2 separate regions of the Macaca mulatta genome follow, and region 2 is linked to region 1. The links are chromatin contacts, called in public Hi-C maps. All regions are on one chromosome and are shown on one strand. The core of a region is the stretch at or near the end of the contact, and the rest is flanking DNA. Distances in the headings are between cores, read along the strand shown. Region 1 holds the start of TTLL1 (TTL family tubulin polyglutamylase complex subunit L1). Region 2 holds the start of POLDIP3 (DNA polymerase delta interacting protein 3).

What was found. A called contact is a pair of places that touch in the nucleus more often than the background predicts.
Region 2: a Hi-C map of fetal cortical plate shows a contact between it and region 1, with 2.3 times the contacts expected there. The contact joins the promoter of POLDIP3 here to the promoter of TTLL1 in region 1. A contact is called at or near these places in 2 of 14 Hi-C or Micro-C datasets (fetal cortex germinal zone and fetal cortical plate).

What each region holds. Positions count from the first base shown.
Region 1 is chr10:8,392,921-8,395,513 of T2T-MMU8v2.0, forward strand. It overlaps TTLL1 (TTL family tubulin polyglutamylase complex subunit L1), which reads left to right and starts at 1,309. Exons shown (of 12, transcript XR_013398913.1): 1 at 1,309-1,445.
Region 2 is chr10:8,869,370-8,871,962 of T2T-MMU8v2.0, forward strand. POLDIP3 (DNA polymerase delta interacting protein 3) reads left to right here and starts at 1,289. Exons shown (of 9, transcript NM_001190901.2): 1 at 1,289-1,347. The coding sequence starts at 1,289. LOC114670714 (U12 minor spliceosomal RNA) reads right to left here and starts at 891; the gene lies at 742-891. It also overlaps a transcript of CYB5R3 not described here.

The sequences.
Region 1 (2,593 bases), core at 59-2,558:
TGAGCTGAGATGGCACCATTGCACTCCAACCTGGGCATCAAGAGCAGAACTCCCTCTCAAAAAAAAAAAAAAATACAGTGGGTTTGCTGACACTCAGACAGCTATAATGTATCAGAGCAGAGCAGGGATGTAAAGCCTGTTGTTTCTCTTCTTTCCCACTGCCTGTCAAGTTTCAAGCGCACTTTTTTTCCCCCGAGACGGAGTTTCGCTCTTATTGCCCAAGCTGGAGTGCAGTGGCATGATCTTGGCTCGCTGCAATCTCCCAGTCCCTGGTTCAAGCGATTCTCCTGCCTCAACCTTCCAAGTAGCTGGTATTACAGGCATGCACTACCACACCCGGCTAATTGTGTATTTTTAGTAGAGATGGGGTTTCACCATGTTGGTCAGGCTGCTCTCCAACTCCTGACCTCAGGTCATCCACCCACGACAGCCTCCCAAAGTGCTGGGATAACAGGCTTAAGCCACCGCACCCTGCCCTCCAGTGCTCTTTTATAGCTGAGAGCTGTCTGGGATACATGCTTTTATTATGAATCAATTAAACAAGTATTTGAGCAACTACCATGTGCTATGTCAACTACATTCCTTTTATTTATTTATTTTTTAAAATAGTCTTCCCAACAACCCTTCAATGTAGGTGTTATCTCCAATTTACAGACAAGGAAACTGAGGTTCAGAGAAATGAAGTGCTCTGCCTAAGCCACATAGCTAGTCGTTTTTTGGACAGGGGATTCAGATTCAGGTCCAGTTTCAGTTTTAAGGTCCTCACTGGGCCAGGTTGCCTCTTCCTAATGGAAGGGGTTTACAATATGTTTTGAGGAACCCTTAGGAAACAAGGTGTTCTTCAGTGGGCCATGTGTTGATGACTCCATGCTGGGTCCAGCATATCACGTTATCCTTACGACCACCCTAGGAGGCGCCTGCTACCAACATCACCATTTCTTCAGATAAGGAAGCTGAGGTAGAGGGGGTAGGAGAGGCTAAACAGCGGATTAAGACTGAACCTAGGATTCGGACCTAATCATCATACCGCTCTACCTTCCTTTTTAGACTCAATCCCATGCTTCAGACCCTTCTCAGTCTCCTTTCTGGGCCCCGAAGGTGTCGAAGTTGGATGGCCTGGCATTTCCTAGGATTTAAGCCCGGAGCATAGCGGGCGCCCGGGACAAAAAGCTCAGAGGAGCCCCAGGCAAGTCTGACTCCGGAAGTAGTCGCAGCGCCGGCGGTTGCGTCTTGGGTTGCCAGGGCGCCGCCCTGGAAGTAGAGTGCGGCGCGGGGCGGGGCGGGGCGGGGCGGGCCGGTGCGCCTGGCAGCTGGCTGCGTCCTTCTGCGAGCGCTGGAGAGGCGGTGGAGAGGGGCTGGAGAGGGGCTGGAGGCGGGGCGGGGGCGCGGCTCGAGGCATCCCTGCAGGGCGCTCCTCCGAGTCCCTCGGCGCTCCGAGCCCACAGGTGAGGTCCTGTTGCCCAGGCCGCCGCCTCCCGGGCACCGAGGGTGTGGCTGCGCGCGGGCGGGCGAGTGCGCATGGGTGAGAGAGTGTGGGCGCCTATGTCTACGGGGCTGCGAAAATGCGGTTCAGATACTGCTCGCCGGATCCGCGTAGTCCTGGAAGCCCGCGCTAATCACCATGCCTTTCTCCCTCCGCTGAGTTCCTATGACTTACCTCGTGCTGTCCGATTGTTGTTATTGCATCATTATGTTTATTATTTGCCAGACTTTGATTGTTCCTACACGTTTCCCATACATTTGCAATCTGTGTTGTTTCTGTTGGCATCTTTTGCAGGGCGCAGTGTACCTGTGGAGAGAACTCAGGGCAGGAGACAAGAGCCTTGTGTCTTCTCGCTAGGTGACTGGAACAAGACATTTCCCCTCTCTGATTCCCCATCAGCTAAGAGGGCAGGGAGAGGTAGTTATCCTCTCCATAGAGTAGCTGGGGCATTATAGGGGATTAATTCTGGAAGTGAAAGTATCTTATCATTCGTTAGCCCTTTTTTTTTTTTTTTTTGAGACGGAGTCTCGCTCTGTCGCCCAGGCTGGAGTGCAGTGGCCGGATCTCAGCTCACTGCAAGCTCCGCCTCCCGGGTTCACGCCATTCTCCGGCCTCAGGCTCCCGAGTAGCTGGGACTACAGGCGCCCGCCACCTCGCCCGGCTAGTTTTTTGTATTTCTTAATAGAGACGGGGTTTCACCGTGTTAGCCAGGATGGTTTCGATCTCCTGACCTCGTGATCCGCCCGTCTCGGCCTCCCAAAGTGCTGGGATTACAGGCTTGAGCCACCGCGCCCGGCCTCGTTAGCCCTTTTGGCATTTGCAAAGCAGGTTCTTTGCTCAGGAAACATTTGATGAGCACATTATGGTGCCGGGTTGTGGCGGTACAAAAAGATGGGCCCTACTCTGCCCTCAAATTACAGACACTGGTAAGCAGTCACTGTGGAACATGGTACTGTCACCCAGTGCGGGCGTGGAGATGGACAGTGACAATACCGCTGTGAATGAATGCACTGCTCAACGTGAAGTCATCATTGGCATTGTTATTACTTTATTTATTTATTTATTTATTTATTTATTTATTTATTTATTTTTAGACGGAGTCTCACTTTG
Region 2 (2,593 bases), core at 39-2,538, 480 kb after region 1:
GTTTCTGTACGGAGCTCCTGATGCCTGATGGCCAAGAGGACTTAACCCCATCTGTTCTAAGGGCATGGAGTGTATTTTTAGAGTGATTGGACAAATATGTGCCGAACACCTACCTCATGCCTGGCGCATGCTGGAGGCTGGGGTTGTATCAATGCAAAAGTCATTCCCTGTATTTAACACTTAAATGAATTAGTCTCTTTAACTCTCCCAACGCCCTATAAATTATTTGCTCCATAATACATATTAGGAAGACAGAGGCAGAGAGATGAAGTGCTTTGCTCGTGACGGTCACGCCGCCACCGGTCACGCCGCCACCGGGACGCGAGACAGGCAGTCGTCCGGCTCTCACCCCCAAGAGCACTACATTATAAGGTAGCAAAGTGAAGACACGCTGTCATTAACTGAGCTGCTGTGTGAGGCCGGGGACGGACATATCTTTCTGAAGCACAGAGAAGCGGTTATACAGGGAAGTTTGGGAGAACTGGGTTAAGTCCGCATGTATGGAAATTGCCAGTTTCGTGGGTCACAACGTCAATATTGTGGGCAACCTTGGACTGACTCAATGCGCAGTTGGAGACAGCGACGAAGTGCAGAGCGTCCTCAGCCGGTGACTAGACTCCCTAGGAACTGGCGGCGTTGGCAGGAGAAGAAAACAGGCATGAGAACGCACCCACTGTGCACCGGAAACAAACAGAAATTGCGCCACCCCGCGCCCAGTCTACTTTTCAGATGTAAAGGAATCGGGCAGATCGCAACTCCCAGGCATCCCGCAAAGTAGGCGGGTCACCTTAGGGGCGACCTTTACCCGCTCAAAAATTCGTCTCACATTAGCAGTGAGGATTCGGGCGTCACCCCGAATCGTTATTTTCCTTACTCATAAGTTTAAGGCATAAAGAAACAGTAACGCTTATTTCCTAGGTAATGAATCATATTCTCATTTGGCGTATGATGAGTATCATAGTTGACCGTTGAGGTAATGATCCACTTCCATTGAAGTTTGTCTTACTCGTTAATGAAATTATTTTGTTGCTTTTCATTTAATGTTTTTTCTTCGGAGAGAATAAATAATTCATAATGTGCCGACCTTCTGTATGCAGATGAGCAGCCAGCTCCGCGAAGGCTCACGGGGAGCGTCCCCGCCCCTTCCGGTTCTTGCTTGCGTTTAGCTGGCTGTCGCGAGAGTTGGTCGGCGGACGTCGGAAGTAGTTCGTCGCTCTGTAGCGGCCGAAGGGGCGGGCTCGCGGGCTGGGGGTGTCTCGGCAGCTTTCGGCTCGCTCGGCGGAGCAAGATGGCGGACATCTCCCTGGACGAACTCATCAGGAAGCGCGGGGCGGTGGCGAAAGGACGGTGAGAGACCTTTCTTTTCTTCGGGGTTTCGGGTCCGCGGCATAGTGGAGCTCGAGGCGGGGGAGGGAGCGGCCCGGGCGCGACGCGGAGGACCGGGTGCGCCCGCCCCCAACAGCAGCCGCGCTCCTCATTGGCCGGGCCGCCGCCGTCGCCGCAGCGGCCCCGACCGCCCGCCCACTGGCCGAGGTGCAGTCCCTCCGGCGGGCCTGGGAGGCCGACGGGGCCGCGGCTGGACAGGGTGCCGCCTCGTGGACTTGAGGGGCTGCACCCTAGGGCCCCCGCGTTCCGGGGTCCGGGAGTCTCGGCGGTGCAGCCCCCTGGCCTGTCTGGACTGGCATTTGGGCCCCGCTCCGTGATCTCGGGGCTGCTTGGTCTCCACCTATCTTATAGTTGAGGCAACCGAAGTTTAGCAGCAGGGAAGTGACTTGCTCCGACGGCCGAAGCTGAGGCGCAAGCCCAAATCCCCGTCCACGCGGCCTCTGTTAACACTCGCCTCCCTTTGTGCGGCGTCTTAAGTTTTCTAAGCCTGTTCGTATAAACGATGCCTCGTTTGATCTTTCACGGTCCTGTTGTCTGCTAGCAATTCATGTTACTCCACTTTTACTGATGGGGAACTTGAGGCTGGGAGTGGTAGAGTGACTTGCCCGAGACCACGGAGAACTGAGCGGCGGGGCTGAGTGCGATTTAATTGCTGGCTGAGTTGGCCTCCTGCATGGGCTTGAAAAACAAGTGGGCTGGGCTGGAGATTGGTTATTTCCTTAGGGAGAAGAAAGTGCTTGAGCTGGGTGAGGAGCCATGGAGGTGATTTGCAGTCATGTCTCCCAAACTTCCCCATGACCGTTAAATGTTATTAGTCATTTCAAGTCTTTGTGAGCTGAGTTCACCTGTATGAAGAAGTGAGAACTTTGCCCAATAGTTTCCCAACACGCATTAAGTTTAAGTCTTTGTAAATAGCCAGGATGTAAATATGTTAGATACTGTTTTCTCAGACATATGTTTTCTCAGCAGATGTTTATTTTTATTTATTTTTTGAGACGGAGTGTTGCTCCGTCGCCCAGGCTGGAGTGCAGTGGTGCGGTCTCTGCTCACTGCAACCCCCGCCTCCCCGGTTCCAGCGATTCTCCTGCCTCAGCCTCCCGAGTAACTGGGACTACAGGTGTGCACCACCACGCCTGGCTAATTTTTGTATTTTTAGTAGAGACGGAGGTTTCACTATGTTGGTCATGCTGGTTTCGAACTCCTGACC